Linked DNA regions of Pungitius pungitius: region 2 is linked to region 1. A link is a contact called in public Hi-C data. All regions are on one chromosome and are shown on one strand. The core of a region is the stretch at or near the end of the contact, and the rest is flanking DNA. Distances in the headings are between cores, read along the strand shown. Region 1 holds the start of dgcr8 (DGCR8 microprocessor complex subunit). Region 2 holds the start of txnrd2.2 (thioredoxin reductase 2, tandem duplicate 2).

Evidence for each region. Hi-C and Micro-C count contacts between places; a contact is called where the count stands out from the background.
Region 2: a contact with region 1 is called in a Hi-C map of muscle, with 7 times the contacts expected there. The contact joins the promoter of txnrd2.2 here to the promoter of dgcr8 in region 1. A contact is called at or near these places in 2 of 2 Hi-C or Micro-C datasets (both in muscle).

The regions. Positions count from the first base shown.
Region 1 is chr5:18,312,792-18,318,516 of fPunPun2.1, forward strand. dgcr8 (DGCR8 microprocessor complex subunit) reads right to left here and starts at 3,599. Exons shown (of 14, transcript XM_037481343.2): 1 at 3,474-3,599; 2 at 2,105-3,042; 3 at 806-971; 4 at 474-616; 5 at 1-277. The coding sequence starts at 2,764. tango2 (transport and golgi organization 2 homolog (Drosophila)) reads right to left here. Exons shown (of 10, transcript XM_037481352.2): 9 at 5,616-5,720; 10 at 4,398-5,244. The coding sequence ends at 5,124.
Region 2 is chr5:18,482,965-18,488,689 of fPunPun2.1, forward strand. txnrd2.2 (thioredoxin reductase 2, tandem duplicate 2) reads left to right here and starts at 2,686. Exons shown (of 17, transcript XM_037483194.2): 1 at 2,686-2,778; 2 at 3,152-3,217; 3 at 3,309-3,365; 4 at 3,453-3,597; 5 at 3,882-3,956; 6 at 4,817-4,895; 7 at 5,507-5,569. The coding sequence starts at 2,703. It overlaps arvcfb (ARVCF delta catenin family member b), which reads left to right. Exons shown (of 20, transcript XM_037481332.2): 20 at 1-1,094.

The DNA.
Region 1 (5,725 bases), core at 2,349-4,848:
GGTTCCTCTTGGCTGTGGCTGCGGCGTCGTCCTCCTCCTCTTTGTCGCCCTCTCCGTTTGGCACGGCGTCAGCCACAACGGGGGGAGGGAAGCCGTCTACCTCCTCACCCGTAGCGTCCGACTTGTCCACCATCTCTTCACCATTTGCTTCGTAGCTGGGCTTGACAGGAGCCTCCTCTGACATGGGCGTCACTTCTCCATTTAGCTCCCTTTCCTCATTGTCCTTCATTTTCCTGTAGTGGAGGCAGGGGATGCTGCTGGTAGGAGGGTCGTGTTTCTGTTTGGAGAAAGAAATCCAAGGTTTTAACCAGAATGTGAACAGGAATTTCAAGAGCTGAGCAGGAACGATTTCATGACCTCAAGATAAAAAAAGAAATAGATTAGACGGGAGCAGAGAGGAGGTCATGTGGGGCAGATACTGACCACCAACTGAGCTGAGCAGAACGTTTAAGTAGATTAATCAGACATCTTACCCGAATGCTGCCAGTCCCAAGAAAGTAGGGTCGGGACCAGGTCACCACCCTGGTCTCTCTGTGCAGGTAGACGGGAATACCAGAGTTATGGAATGTCATGATCCATCCATCAGGTAGAGGCTCGGTGGGTGGACGCCCACGACCTGGCATGGGGGGGAGGGGGGGGGGGTGTAAATGAAGCCAATAATTACTATAATATCCCTTTTGGGGGAAACTTTTCTAATAATGATGATTTAAATCAGGGATGAAACCTGTAATATTACATGCATTCCATAGTGCTAAAACCACGTTTCACTATTCCCAGCTCTAAAACAGACAGATCCACCACTCACTCTTCAAGACAGTCTTAATTTTGGTCATCATGGGCTGAACGCCTCCCTCCTCCCCGTCTGACGGATGATCGCTGTCCCCGCCGTATTTGTCCTCTGACGGACGCATCTTTTTGGGGACTGGCATGCCCTCCTCGAGCAGAGCATCGACATCATTGTCAAACTCCTCCTGGAAGAGTGGGTGGTTAAGGCCGGGAGAAAAGGATGGGTCACCAGTGTAAGAGTTTTTAAGAGGATGTGAAGCCAGAAGATGAACAATTGGAGAAAATAATAAAACCAGGCAGCATTGAAGTAAAACTTGTCATTGTACTGAATTCAGAAAAAGATTATATTGAACCTATATATCTATCAACTTTTATTAGAAATTAAATTACAAATGAGAGCAGCTTTGATTTATCCTTTTTATAACTATTTCATCAGAAAAAAGGCACTAACCTCTTCCAGCACCTCACTTGACATTTTCAGTAATACAAACCAACATTTCTATAAATGTCCGCTGCTTGATTTGATGACTAAACGCTGACTGAGGCAGCAAAGGTCTTGCGTGTTGCAATTTTAAACCAATAACTACAACATTCATTATTCTCCGTTCCAGCTGCCCTTTTTCTACGTCATGATCCCCAATGTCCTCTTCCAGTTCACAGTGACCCTGTCTGTACGGTTTCCCTGTAGCAAATAGCTATAAAACCTACAACTCTTGATTTTTTTAAAATCATCAGAACAGTTTCTGAATAGTGACTGTTGCATAATTAAAAATGTACTTTTTATGCTTTGTTTGCCACAAATCGAACTCCATTCAGCTGCATTGTATTGTTGTAGAGGGAATAAATAACACAAAACTTATCTAGATGGCTTCAGGAGTATATTAATGTGGGTGACGCGGCCTCCTTTAGGCTGCATTCCCCCTAAAATCGGCATTGTTGTGTTGATTTGTAGGGGTGTCTCCTGTTATTATTAGATGACATGGTCCAATAATCCTTTTTCATTTGGAAGTCAGTGTATAATAAGAAATATTTTTACGGCACAGCACATTTTCTCCTCAATACTGTGACAGTTGTAGGTAAGCAGCAATACAACACTATTGATGTTAGTATTGCTTTTATTTTTTACTGAATAACCTTTTTTTTGTTATTTCTATATCAGGTATGCCATCGCTGTGGTATCAGAATCAGAATTTTCTCTTGTTTGGACCATGTCATAGGGCTGTAGTAGGCCTGCATCATTCCTATTGGACAGTTGGGGGCAAAATGGGTGTGTACCTGAAACTGAAAAAGGTTACTGCGGACACAAGAACGGACGTACCTCATAGGAGAAAGCCACGGCCTCCTCATCTGCTTGCTCCTGCTGAACTATGACCTCAGACTTAAAGCCACCCAGCTCTGCGTCGTCATTATCCAGGAAGTTGTCGTAGAGGTCATCCAACTCATCCAGGACGGCAAACTCTACCTTATTTTCCAGGTCTACCTCTGCCTCGTCGGCTCTTCTGCCCGCTACGTCGTTTCCCTCGGGTACTTCCAGCTCGCTTGAGTCATGCAACTCACCATTTACGCTGCCTAAGCCATCACCACTTCCTCCCTCCTGCCCTTCACCCGTGTACAAAACCTTGCGGTCTTTGCTATTGCTGCTTTCAGTGAAGCTTACACGGATCTTAACATCTCTGAGCAGCTTGAGGTCTGGTAGGAACCCGGTGAGTTGGGGAGCGTGGCGGGCCGTCCTGGGGCACGGCGGGATGGGATTAGCCTCATCGGAGAGGTCGCTATAGAAGGTTATCGAGGGCTGCTGTGGGTTGGCTTCCCCGTCCCCTGGGGTGTACGTGTATCCATCACCACCAGAGCTAACGTCCATTACCTCTGCGTCACTGGACGTTTGCAGGGGAGGTGGTGGAGGTGCTCTGCCCTCATCTCGGCCAAAATCATCAGGCGGCTCCAAGGGGAGAGGGGGTAGCACATCATCTACTTCCATTTCCTCTCTATAATGAACTACAATTTATACAAAACGGATAACTTATTGTAGAATCCGACCTGTTTGGAGACTCTGCTTATCTAAAGCCAGAATGCATGCAGAAGCACATCCCTTTATAGACCACGTACCAGAGGTGAAAATGCTAAGCTGACTACATTGTTCTTTTCATTAATGTAGACAGCTTTCAGAATCACTGTCTCAATTATTGGAAATCACAATGCATTCAGCTTAATATGGGATCTAGGCACTGATCATCCTCCACTGGTGTCTTCTGGAAGCTAGAAGAAAGAAAAAAAAAATACCAGTGAGAGATTTCAGTCAAGTTGTTCAGCTTTAGGAATAACGTTATCAGCGTAACTAGAGCTATGGAATATTAAACATAGGCTACTAACTGGTGCTACTACAGAGGAGCTTCAGTAACACACTTCAACGTGGGACGATGGTTAAATATTTGGTTGCTATTGACATAATATGACGCTAATTAATCTTCAAATGACAAGCAAATTAATCTCAAAATAAAATAGCGAGGGACCTCGTTGTAGCGCATCTGTTCGGTCTCCAGCGGCACATCGGGCCCCCGGTAACGTTAACGTCTAATGCTAAAATGTTAGCAACCGATCATATGGCTGTACCGTTACAGAGGTACACGGCTGCAAAACCCGCCGAGCTATTGTGACAGCAGTTTTAATACATACGCATACATACTCACCGATAAAAATGACACGACGGTATTCGTGCAACAAGCTACCTTTCCAAAGTATTATACACTCAACGCGGCGCCATACTGACTCAACTGCCGCACCGCCATCTTGAAGAAAAACACAGCGGCAAACCAACTCAAGTCCCGCCTCCCGGTACCGGCCTTTTTTATAAATGATCGATGAACCGGCCTATCGCAACGGCCTTCATCGACGCGTTCTTGTGTCATTCAACCAGGGCCGTAGAAAGCATGAGTCGCGTAGACGGAAGTTCAGACCGCTCTACTTCCGACATCGCGGTAGACTTTCTCCGTGTCCCCTGACAACACGGCTAGGTTTTTCTTTTGTGTTGTCACCGCCAGTGTTTGTGGTAAAATAGTAATGTTTTAATGAAGCAATAAGGTACGAGAGGCTGTACTTTATTGTCAATAATGTTACAGTTCGAGGGTGTTGTTAGGTAAATATTTACTGTTGAGGGGAAGACTACATATGGATTATAGGCAATGCAATACCTAAACCTGCCAGTTGGGGTCACTATTTACCAAGTTAATTGAATAGTGGGTATGGTGTGATCATTAATTTCCATCAATTTATATGAAGTTAATCATAATTTATTGAGTTTTAAAGGTAAAAATAGATTAGAGCATTACTGTGGACCTAGACAGTCCCATGGCTAAAGAGGGGCTCAAAATCTGACAGTAGATCATAATGAAAGTCAAGTCATATTAACTGAGTTACTGTTTTAGTTGGAATATTCCTCTTCAAAACTTCAGAAAGAACAGAGCAAAGATTTTTCCTATGTTTCTCTGCCACCTAAGAGGAATTACTAGTGTTCTCATGTGATATAAATGAAAAGCAGTAAATTGGGTGTTAGTTAAAAAAAGGGCTCCTTACAGGGCAATCGTGTCAGCAATTAACAAATAGAAGACCGAGGGGAGTGCTTTGATACATTTTTTATCAAACAGCTGTAAAATCCATTATTTATTTCTTAATTTTTCTCACCCGGGTAGTGGTCAGCAATTGCCTCAAACGGTTTGCATTAAACTATGGGAAAATATGTTGTAAACAACACTGACGCTACTTGTGCAGTGTTGGACCAGAACTAATTACCTGCATCACAGTACTCAAACATTTTAAAAAGCAGAGACAACTCTAATCTATAATTCTTACCATCAATTTAAATTATATGTTCTCTGGAAATATACTAACGTCCCAATGTTTTCCTATATTGTAAAAATAAAAATAATTTCAAATTGTAGTCCAGAAACAATTTAATAATAAATTACCTTGTGTATGACTGCAGTGATTACACATCAAAGCAGGTTACCAGCAGTCTGATATGCATTAGTCTTTAGAAGCCACCCAACCCTGCTGTTTTGTTATAATATTTTCATTTACAACATTTTAACTGTTCTTTGGCAATCTTAAATTAGCAAACATTTTCAAAAGATGCATTTCAGATCGAAAGTAAGAAATACATATCACTGATGTCAATGAGGCAGCAAGAATCAACTAGCTCAAAAAAAGTGCATACGGATCTTCATTTTCACATGATTGCTACGGTGCAGCTTGAGGGGGAGGTGGAGGAGGAGGAAGGTGGTGGCCGGCGGGAATGAAAGGTGACATAGAAAGGCACCGAGTGGCTTTCCTCCATCATGTCGTCACACCTGCAGTTTGAACTGGAAAGAACTGGTGCTCCATTCGCCCGGGTCCCCGTTGAGCATGGTGCGCTCTGTGAAGGTCACGTTACCTTCTGCATCTATCAGGATAATTGTATTGGTCCTAAATGGTACACATAAGCAAACGAAAAAATAAAAACGAGGAAAAAGACCTCCAGAGAAAGACGGGCAAAGGGCAGGAGTAACACTGTGGACCACTACGAGGAATAAACAGTCACAACAGCGGTGTACAAAGTGAGCCGGCGGTGGAAGGCAGAGAACTGCAGACCTTCTGGCCACAGGAAAGGTCTCCACATTGGCTTCCAAGTGCAAGCAACCCCCCCCCCCCCCCCCTCCGCCCTTCCCCTTTCATTACACAGGGGATTTATGTGGACCTCTCTGTTCTCTCTGCTGCGTCAGTCACCTCGGGTGAAGACAAGCGGGGGAGAGAGAGAGAGAGAGGAGAGAGATTTAGCAGGAGAGGACGACACTGACCTTGTGCCATAATGAGGGGAGCGAACAAACACCGCCGACTGAGCCTGGATCTGCTGCTTGGTGTAATCCTTACCCTGGCTCTCGTGAATGGGATCAGGTGTGTTCCTGTT
Region 2 (5,725 bases), core at 1,436-3,935, 170 kb after region 1:
TTCGGGGCAGACGAGGCGAAGGGAGGCAGAGAAATACAGAATCACAATGACACGTTTTTCTCTTGCTGGGTGAGACCGCACACGAAGCCCAGTGAACCTGATTCTCCTTTCCAGCCTCTGTCTTTCAGAGAGACGCAAGGAGAACCCAATCCAAGTTGTTGGCATCACTCATGCGTCATCAAGGCGAAATGGCATGTGCCTGCAGTGAAGTCTGATTTTTTTTCTTTTTTTTTTTTCCTTTGTGACGTATGTGACTTTATGAAGCTTGCATATTTTACACAGTGTTTACAAAGATGTATGTTGTGGTAAAAATCAATAAACTACAAAAAAATAACTTAGTGTATAGATTTTAATTTCAGAGGTTTCAAAAAAAAAAGAAAAAAGGAGAAAAAAAACCCGGCATCCCCCTTTGTGTGTCCTCAGAAGTGTGTGCTTTCATTGGACTCCTCACCGCACTTCACAGTCCCACAACCAAAGGATTTGCAGTATTTTGTGGACGCACAACACATTGTAAATTCACAGAATGCAGAGCCGGGGCGCTGTGCTGTAAAAGAAGTGCGGGACACACAGATGTACCTGTGTAGCTAGAACCGACTCAAGAAGTAAAGTAACTGTACTACTCAGTAGCAGATGTGTTTGTACCTATCATGTGCCTTAATCTTTTCCATGGTAGATAAAGATAAGTGTCTTTTATATAACTTCATTCCTCCCTTTCATCTCTCCATTCTGTCGGTTCACCTCTTCTACACACCCCCCCCCCCCCCCTCCCTTTTCACTCATGCGTTCATCCTGCAACCCCTCACCCTCCCAACCCCTCGTAGGATAGACTGTTGGTGGGTTTCTGCATTGTTTTACATTGTATTATAAACTTTTAAACCGATCGTCATTCAAAAAATGATTTTAATTTCCTAGAGGAGTGAAGTTCTTGACGCTTTGTTAGCGAGCAGAAGCGTCGCCACAGTGAGAATGTACTGTGTTCATTTTACTAATACCCAGTGGCAGATATTACGCTTGTCAAACATAACAGAAAAATACCAGTTTGTAGAGTGTCCATTTGGTGTGTTTTCAATAAATCATGCCTGGAATGACATTTTTGAATGTCTCTGCGTCTGTTTATTTGGTATTTTGTTTTGATTTCAATATCGTTGTAACAGCAGCCCCTGTAGGCGACCAAGGTGTAAGCATACATCTTTCTCCCAACAACACGAAATAAAACCCTGGTGAAATAAAACCTTCATTAAAACAAATAAACATGGCGCCCCCGCCATATGTTGAAATTTGATATGTGTTTGGGGGGGACCTTATAGTTGCGTTGCAAGGCAACGGTCACACTCAAGATCAAGATAACGTAAAATCAAAAGGCTCAAACCCTCTGGTGCAAAGGGACGAAAACGAAGAGGAGGAGGAGAGGGAAGCCCTGCATGGAGGTCTGTATCTCATGTCACACATAGGATGCTTTAGATTAACGTTATCGTTTACATAGCTAGTGCTGGCCTTGTTGGCCAAACTGCTTCATGCCTTAAGGAGCCTTCCAGCATAGTGATGGTGCTCTTGACACATTCTAATCACTGATCAAAATACACCAGCGCCGGGTTGAATGAAATCATTACAAATTACAAATCATTCAAATTACTGATTACTATTACTATTTAAGAAAGTACCACATGGGTTTCAGGATCACTGACAGTAAAGCTGCTTTACATTAACAAGGGAAATGACTGAGTGTAAAGAGAAAAGATTTGCTATAGGGGGTGTCAAACATCTGGCCCACCGGATGAGTGTGAAAATGAATGTAATAATATCTCAAAGAACCATTTAATATCCCAATAATGTCACACCTGTATGTCAATAAAACAGAGTCTTGATGAACCATCAAAGTTGCAAAAGTCCACTTATTACTAGCAAGCAGGAGGTCAAATACACAAGCACGTATCACGGTGCTCTGTGGAGATGGCGTCTCCGAGCAGTCAAAACGCTGAGCTTTTATACACACACGTGAAGGCCATCCTCAGTGGCAGATATGAAATGTTGCAAACCAAAAACCAAGGTCAAGATGGGAGTAACATAGTTCCTTTGTTCGAGCATTTGTATGAGAGTAACTTTCACTCCCTTCTTCAGACACAGTTGCAAATGGAAACCTTGAATCTTATCTGATTTGCTGATTTTTCAGTTCAATACAGTAAATAAGCACTCTTTTAGCATAAGACTATATTATAACATATTTTACCATTACAATAGTTAGGGTCAGTTCACCCAAATAACTATTTTTGATGTACTTTTCCAAAATTGTGCTGATGAAAAGTGGATTCTACAAATGAATGGACACTGTGAACTTTCGTTCACGAAAAACGAAAAACCTGTAAAAGTAAGTGAGAAACCAATGATCTTATAAATGTATTTTGGCCAACATTATCCTTTGTACATATCCTATAAATTATTCAAATGTGCTGAAAAGGTCATTAAAGACTGCACTTTAATTATGTAAGCTCACATGAGTAAATTGCATAACACCTCGAAATAATTAAATTCAATTGAATGAGATCCAAACTTTTTTATCTAACATAATCAAAGTGTTCACCGTTAATATTTTACAGAATAACAGTTCTAATAGATTTAAGTTGAATTCTCTCATTGACCCATTTCTTATCAGGCAATATGCTAGCTAGCACCAACCCGGCCCGGGGTCCTTTCATAACAACAACATGGCTGCCCTCTGCAGGGGCAGACACCGGTGGAAAAGCACTAACTGTTTGCATGTTTTGACAAGAAACCTGACCGGTAACAATGTTTTGTTCAAAAATATATGTTGTGTAGATATGGTGGAAACGAATTGTGCGGGTGTTAATAATTATATTAGTCCCTGTCGTCACACAACTAGGTTACAAACCTGCAGAGCTGACGTAACTCAGAGATAACGTTAGTTTAACCTCCGTGAGAATCGGCTGGTTATTTGAATTCCTGTTAACTTACTGTTAACTATCATCACCTGGTGTCCTCGACCCATCTCGACTCTTAACAAGTCGACTACATTAAAACTTTTGCACCACCTTAGAGCTCGCAGGTCAGCCGGAGGAGGGTGGCACGGCCCTGTCGTGAATGCACACCTACATTTAACGTTAATTATTATTCCTCCTCCGATGTGCTCCTGCAGGGATCTACGACTACGACCTGGTGGTTATCGGTGGCGGTTCGGGAGGCCTAGCTTGTTCAAAAGAAGGTGATTTTTTTGAGTATCAATGCTTTGCACGCAGATTTGTAATATTAATAACTTGAAAAATACATTTTTAGCAACATACTTGTATTTACAGCAGCACAGTTGGGACAGAAAGTGGCTGTCCTGGATTATGTGGAGCCATCTGTTAAGGGTGACGTATTTTTTCTTTAAGATGAGATCATCATATCAAAAGACAGTATTGTTAAGTTACTCTTTATGTTTTTTTTCTTCCAAACAGGTACCAAGTGGGGTCTTGGTGGTACATGTGTAAATGTGGGCTGCATTCCCAAGAAGCTCATGCACCAGGCTGCTCTCCTCGGCACCGCCGTCAAAGATGCCAGGAAGTACGGATGGCAGATCTCAGATCCCGTCTGTCACGACTGGTAGGTCAATCACCAGTTTATTTTCATGAATTTACGGGGAAGGTTACCCCGATCGATCGGATGGATTGCAAAATATTCACGAGTAGCTAAACGGCGCCATCTAGTGACGTCACTGCAGTAGGACAGACATTCCTTAGGTGAATGGCAGTCTGCTCACAGGCCAGACCTGTAAAGATTACCATTATTTTTTTTAACCAACCCAAGGTAACTACACGTGACCACAGGCACAGAATGTAGCATCTTTTCGGGTTAGCTTATAGCGTAACCTCGAATGTGTTTGGCAGGGCCACCATGGCGGAGGCCATTCAAAACCACGTCAGGTCTCTGAACTGGGGTCACAGAGTTCAGCTCCAGGACAAGTAAGTGACACAGTCTCCTCGCTCACTCATTCATTATTTGTGTGTTTTTCTTTTCTTCTCTTATTTTTGATGACTGTGTGGCGTGAGCTATGTTCTGTTGGCACACGGATGAAGGAGGATAAGTCAGCCAGTGCATGTTGATTGAGTGACTGGCTCCAGGGCAAACAGGTGTTAACCCACAATGTTTTTATTCCGGTGAGACCATTAGCTTGAACTCCCATGATTAGTAATGCTCCTAATAGGTCTTCTTTTACTTTTAATAAACAATATCCATATATATAGAGAGAACCGCAGAGAGCGTTGCTAACAACAATACAAAACAGTAATTATATACATGTATTCATTACAAATGTAACAATAAATGAGCTCATGTCCCATTTTTAATTAGTTAATAGTTAATATGTTATACTTTCCCTGCAAAGTTCTATTGTGGGTGATACCTTTAAATTAAAATGCTTTTTTAAGAAGAACTAAAGCTGAATTGTTGATGCTAGAATGGATTCAAAAGGTGTGGGGGGGGGGGGAAATGGCCATAGAAACTTCTAAAACCACCTCTGCATCATAATCCACCTCTCTGCTCCTAAAGTATAGCAATATTTGCATCCCCTGTCCTCTTTTTGCTAAGACAGTGTACTAACACATGCACAACATAAGCAGTAACAATTGTTATATGATGCCGCCTGACCTCTTCGTAAGTTAACAAAGTAATGTTTATGTTCTCTTGAGTTAATTACCTTTCAGACAACTAAAAATAACTGACGGCATACATTATATCGGGAATGAAATACGTGAGAGAAGTGGTGGTGGGGGATTTTGAGCTAATCTACAACAGTTACTGTATTTGATTCTGTGTTTTGCAGGAAGGTGAAGTATCTGAATGTCAAAGGAAGTCTGGTGGACAAACACACTGTCAAAGGATTAACTAAAGCGGGGAAAGAGGTGGGTCGTCAATTTATTTATTTAGAGATTTATTTATTTATCTATTTACTCCGTCTGTTCCAAACGGATAATGTGTAGACCATGATCAAAAATGTAGGTACAAAAATGTTCCTTTTTTATGTGCATTGTTTGATATTTACAGAAGCCCTGGGAGGTGAGTAAGAAAAAGATCTGGCGATTTTCCTGTGTTTTTTAAGAACAAGTTAAAATAAAGTTTACGCCACAATTGTTCTTGGAAATGTCTCTTGTAATTCTCATTTTGTTCACAAGAGGCTGCAGTCACCACCACTTTATCTTCTAAATAAAACTAACGGCTAGCAGAAAGAAAGACGTAGGTAATGTCACATAATATATGGGCCTTGTGTGAAGAGAATATGGAGAAATCAAATGGAGTTTCTCACTTACCTCTTGTCACTGATCTTATTACTTCATTAAAAAATAAGTACTATGTTTCTTTCTGCTGCTTATTAAGCCAATAAACTGAGGTGTAAAATCTAGATTCAACCCCTGGATAGCTGTTACTTGTTTCGCTGGTCACAAAGCGTTTCCATTATAACTCAAGATATGAACAAAATATATGACTTCCCATTTCTTCCCTTTCTCTCGTACAGATGATCCTGACAGCCAAGAACATTGTGATCGCCACAGGCGGCCGGCCAAATTACCCCTCGGAGGTTCGTAATGCCCCCCCCCCCCCCCCCCCCCCACCAGGACCACGTGGGGTTCGGTTCACTGGTTTCCAGAGCCAAACCCTGTGAAATGTTGTTCGTACACAATGCGCTATTATAATTGTTTTGTTTATAGTAGGTGGATGGTTTGATACTTCTTCT